Regions from separate parts of the Mus musculus genome. Here region 2 is linked to region 1. The links are chromatin contacts, called in public promoter capture Hi-C maps. All regions are on one chromosome and are shown on one strand. Each heading gives the region's core, a stretch centred on a gene start, on an enhancer-like site or on the middle of the called end of the contact. The rest is flanking DNA. Distances are from core to core; before and after follow the strand shown.

Region 1 (2,700 bases), core at 143-2,642:
CACACCAAAGCAATTTATTCAGAGTGATGCACATAGCACCAGAGTTTATTCAGAGTCTTCACATAGCAGACTGTCATTAGCTGAATGAATGAATGAATGAATTTCATAAGTGGAGAAGGAAACGGATATTTGTACTATGAACTGGGCACAAATTCACCTCACAACTGCACTAGTAGTTCAGCATATGCTATAAAAACCATTTTACAGTTTGAACAAAAAGCGGGGGGAGGGAGGGAGGGAGCAAACTGCTACAGATCATAGAACCCAGACGCAGGATTTTAACCCACAAGTTCCAGTTTGAGGTGTTCTCTAGGTTAAAGTCAACCCCCTCAACAGTGATCTTAAGTGACTGTCGGTCACAAAGTTCACTGGGATCCAAGAGGCGCCACGAAAGGGCAGCCAGACTTCTCAGGGCAAACTGAAGTCACAGTACTTGCTGGTGCTGGAATCAGACTGTTTTGTGACTTTGGAAAAACCCAAATCCTACAAGGCTGCAACTCTAAACTATAATCATGTTTGCATAGAGTCCGAAAACAAACAACGAATGGAGTGTATTTCGTTTCACAAGAAAGTGAGATGAAAGCACGGCCTATCAAGTGACAAGGTGGATCACTTCCCCTGATTTCTAGCTCTCAGTGCTATGCCAGATCTGATCAGGACGACTTCTCCCTCCCTCCCACCGGCTTGCTCTGGCTTGGCCTATGCCTTGCAGAGGGAGGGCAGGAACAAGTCAGAGAAAGTGGCTGTCTTCTCATTGCAGGCGCCGAAATGGGAAAAATCCCGGCAGCGAAGAGACCCAGGCCCTCGGGCCCAATTCCACTCCCGACCCACTGCCTCGGATTTTCCCCTTTCCGACCCAATTCCTTCCGTTGACCAGAGCAGCTCTTCCCCACCACCACGCCCAAAGAGACCCCGCGCTCCGCAGCTCACCTCGTTCCGGCAATGCTTCCTCTGCCACGCCTGTCAAAGCTCGGCAAACATCCGGCTCCGAGATGGGAATGGGAACCGCCCCCTCGGGGGCCCCCAGCTCCCCAACCACTTCCGCCATTTCTTCTACCTACTTCCGGCTTGCTGCCCGGACCAAACAAGGCTTTCTTGGTGCTCCGCCCACTTCCGGCAATCACCTGACAAAATGTGAGGTTAATTAGCCGAGCTGTCCGACTCGCCGCTACCTAAAGTGAGTGAGTTGGGTTCCGCTTTTCCAGATGCAGGAAACTAGCGGGCCTCTGAAATCCTAGGTTCGTATCGCCCATCGGACAGGGTTTTATCTGTCAAGTACTTCCAAACTCCCAGGTCCATCCTTCAATGATGCCTAACCACCCGGATTCTTCCTTGAGCTTAAATTTGAAAATCAAGGACTGTTTCCGGGAGGAACCGGGACAAAAACGCTCACTTCCGGTAGAGGGGAGTGGCGAGAGAATCTCTGTCCCACGATGAAGGAGGTGGAGGAGGTGATCTTGGGGAAAATAGAGCCGCACCGTGAGTGACCTGCGATGTCTGCGACCCTCAGCCCTGGACTAGATGGCCACAGCGTTTTTCTAGTCAGCGCATTCCCTTACATCCCTTTTTCTCTTGAGCCTGGGATCCTGCTCCGGTGCCCTAAGAGACTAGACTCCCTCCCAACCATTCAAGGGCCCTACTAACTAGAACCTTGCTAATCCCTCGGACTCTTGGGTCATAGCTGACCCTGTACCTCTCTTTCCCCAACCCCACGCCTTCATGGACCACTCCTTTACTGCCTTCCCGTCTCCCTGCAGCCCCAGAGCCACCCCTGGGCCAGGATTCAGGATGGAGCCCTTCCGGAAAAGGCTTTGCTCCGGGCCTCAAAGCCTGCCCGCCGGGTACGAGCCCTGCCATCCTTGTTCTAAGGAGCCTCCCCCAGGGCTTGGCCGTGGGCCCCTCGAGATCCAGGAATCAGCACTTGGGGGTCTGGTGTGTAGGAGCACCCCTGCAGCCCGGCCTGCATTGGGGACCTCTGGAAGATGAGTCCGTCCTGGAGAAGGGCGAGGGAATGAAGACACCGCACGAGGAGGTATTGAGGAGTCGGACATCTGTCTGAAAGTTTGGGGGAGGTTCAGACATTTCCGGACAGCTCTTCCAGTTTGTTAGAAGCAGGATATTTTCAAACTCGAGAAATAATTGTCCCTTCATTGCAGCGCTGTCTTGCTCTACCTAAGCAGCAGTAACTAAAGCAGATGCAAAGAAGTTGTGAGAACCTGAATTCCTACTGTGTTGGCAGAGACAAAGGTCAGAAGCTAAGGTTACCAGGATCAGATTCAAACCTGTTAACTAGTTAGCTAAATTACACACCTAATATTACTCACCTGTAAAAGAAAGTTGTGGCTGTTACCGAGATCCTTTGGAAGACCAGAGGACACGATGCAAGCCAAATACGCCTGTGCTTTGTAAGCATTAGTAAGGATTGTTTAAAAGTATTGGTGCTCTTGCAGCGTTTTCTGTTTGGTATTTGCTGAAAGGCTGTGCTGTTTAGAGCTTTCCACACCTTTAAGGAGAGGTGAGTGGACTCTCTGGTCTTCACTGACTGAAGATATAAAACAGCACCATAGAACTGGGCGCGGTGGCACACGCCTTTAATCCCAGCACTGGGTGGGAGGGGGGCGGGGGGAGGCAGACGCAGAGGCAGGCGGATTTCTGAGTTCGAGGCCAGCTTGGTCTACAGAGTTAGTGCCAGGACAACCA
Region 2 (2,700 bases), core at 167-2,666, 2.5 Mb before region 1:
CCTCTAAGTAGAGCCTGAACAGCGACTCCATTTGTTTACTTTATGTCTGTCTCCCTGTCCGCTGAAGTACTTCCATGCTCTTCCAGAGATCAGATTTTTGTGTCCCCTTAAAGCTTCCCTTCAGGGCAGGGGAGATTGCTTGGTGGGTAAAGTATTTGCTGCTCAAGCATAAGGCCTGTTTTCAGAGTCAGGGCCACAGCTTGTGCATCAACAAGTGAGTTTCGGTCACCTGTCCTTCCTAAGTCAGCTAAAACAGTCAAATTAATAGTGCAGAACAGCAGGAAAAGAAAAGAATAAAAAAAGATTTGGGAAAAGTTATAAAGAGACCCAGTACCTTCCACCAAAGCCATGTTTTAGGTTCTGATGTGCAGTTATGGTTTAAGAATGGGCCAGAGTAACATAAATCTAAGCAAGTCAAAGTGTGGTCCAGCCAGCTCACCACTGGCCCCTCATTGCCTCCCCTGTAAGGTGTTCTGGAAGTGTTTGCCCACGTTTTAGGTTTTCTTTTATCCCAGCATGAAGTCCCTTGATGGGGGTGAATCGGTTCCTGTTTTGATTTTATTGTTTTGATTGTCTTACAGTAAAAAGTATAGGACACAAATATCTCTTTAATATCCTCCCACAAAACAAAAATAAAATGATTTTGGTTTTTACTGGACCAGGTCCAATAAAAAAATTTGAGTTTCCCAGAATTGCTCCATAAGCTCTGTTCTTGTAGGATACTTTTCATTCATCTTACAACTGTTAACGCTACTACACAGTAGAGTTTTCTGGAATTCCGAATTATTGGGAACAAGTATAAAGTTCATTGTGGGAGCTAAGGCAGTCATTCAAAAAAATGGAGCGAAAGCGTGCTCTGCAGACAAAGGGGAACCGTAAACCTTCATCTGAAAAGTCTGAGGAATTAACAATCCGAAAGCGGTTATTACTAAGACGTAATCACAAGCACTACTCCAGCTCCTCCCGGACTTCTACTATATTCTTCCCTTTCCGGTTCCATTCCTTCCTGAAATGTGAGCTAAACCCAGTTAGGTATCACTGGCCAATCAGCGCGCAGCCTTCCGCAGTCGTAAGGGCCGCCTCTGCCAATGAGAGATCCCTGCGCTTCGGTGGTGCGAGGTAAAGCTTGTGGGCGGAGCCAAACGTTGAGCGGCTTGTGAGCGAGCCACTGTCTTAATACGGAAATGCGGCTCTGAGCGCGCCGAAGGGGATTGTGGGCGGGGCTACGAAACGAAGGCTAACCAATAGGAGACATAGTACGCTTACAGGAAAGAGAAGTCACCAATAGACACATGGATATGACTATGTAGGCGGGTCTTAGACCTAAAGCGTTCAAAAAATCACGTCTATTCGCTGCGTCTTCGCCGTCACGGCGGCACCGCCTCCTCGTCCCATTCATTCTTTTTTTTTTTTTCCTTCCCCATTCACCGTAGTAGTGAGGCCTAGTCACGAGCCATGGAGTGCGCTCCCCCGGCGGCCGGCTTCCTGTACTGGGTGGGCGCGAGCACCATTGCCTACCTGGCCCTGCGAGCCTCGTACTCGCTCTTCAGGGCCTTCCAGGTGTGGTGCGTGGGCAACGAGGCCTTGGTCGGTCCGCGACTCGGAGAATGGGCAGGTGAGTGGAACCACAAGCCGCGACCACGCTGTGGCCCTTGTTCCCCTGTCGCTCGCGCTCAGCGAGCCCGCTCTGGAGCGCGGAAACTTCTCCAGACCCTGAGCGCACTGGCGGGGTGGGTGATCTGACCTGCTGCTGCCTGGTGGGCACGGAGGAGACCTTTCTTAACTCCCCGGACTTGTCCTGTTGGAGCCCTCCTGGGCAGGCGGCCGGAGTCAGGCGCATTGTCCGCTGTGTCCCTTGCAGTGTTTATTTATTTTTTAAAATAAAGTTTTTCACTTGGCTTGAAAACTGGCCCTGTGCTATGGATGAGAGCATAGGTGAAGATAGGAAGAAGGGTTGCAGGGACAACGATTTCAGAAGTTAGGATCTTGGGAAACTTGATTCTCCAGTTACTTGAATTGGGTTTGTTTCATGTAATTTAACAAGTCCTTTTGGGGAGGGGGGAGGTGGAGGCGGTGTCGGAGGAAATCTTGGTAAATTATTCTGGAGTTTCAATGACTAAGAAGCGCTGTTCTGGGAAAACAAAGTCTTCCTATCGTATTCAGTACTTTTTGCAAGAGTTTGCGGAAAATGTCTTTACAAAAAGTGACCAAAACACGCGAACCTTCTTCTTTTCAGTTGACAGATTTTAAAAATGAGAACGAAGGTCGTATCAGAGAAGTTGAGAAAATCCTAGTTCAGCCCTCTCACCTTTGTTTCTATTTTTTGAGAGAAGGGCTTTAAAACAAACACCCATGTAATCATGATGTATGTGTGGCTCTCTGGTGTTTTGTAACTCACTGTTCACGACTCAAACATTTTATAGAATATTGGGGTGCGGTTGCCTACGGACTAAACACAGGACAGAAATCATGTTACTTTTCAGGTTTGTTCTGTTCATTAAAGAACATTTAAACGACTTAGAAAAGACATGACAGTTAATCTTTTGGGACAACACCCTAATAATAGGAGAAAATATTTCAAGTAGAAATGAGTTTGTGAGCCCCTTTCCTTGATGTGGGGCAAACAGTGATTTTATACAACTTTCCAAAATCACTTTTCATAGTCCCTGGGGGAAAAAGTGCTCGCTGTGATTAAGATTC

Evidence for each region. Promoter capture Hi-C pulls out the DNA fragments that hold promoters and counts their contacts.
Region 2: a promoter capture Hi-C map of pre-B cells shows a contact between it and region 1, with 2.6 times the contacts expected there. The contact joins the promoter of Hsd17b12 here to the promoter of Zfp408 in region 1. A contact is called at or near these places in 2 of 39 promoter capture datasets (neutrophils and pre-B cells) and 1 of 9 other capture datasets (liver).

What each region holds. Positions count from the first base shown.
Region 1 is chr2:91,648,483-91,651,182 of GRCm38.p6, reverse strand. Zfp408 (zinc finger protein 408) reads left to right here and starts at 1,392. Exons shown (of 5, transcript NM_001347175.2): 1 at 1,392-1,479; 2 at 1,758-2,032. The coding sequence starts at 1,434. Arhgap1 (Rho GTPase activating protein 1) reads right to left here and starts at 1,065. Exons shown (of 14, transcript NM_001359970.1): 1 at 931-1,065.
Region 2 is chr2:94,156,625-94,159,324 of GRCm38.p6, reverse strand. It overlaps Hsd17b12 (hydroxysteroid (17-beta) dehydrogenase 12), which reads left to right and starts at 1,416. Exons shown (of 11, transcript NM_019657.4): 1 at 1,416-1,615. The coding sequence starts at 1,456. It overlaps Gm39885 (a long non-coding RNA gene), which reads right to left and starts at 1,161. Exons shown (of 3, transcript XR_866573.3): 1 at 1-1,161.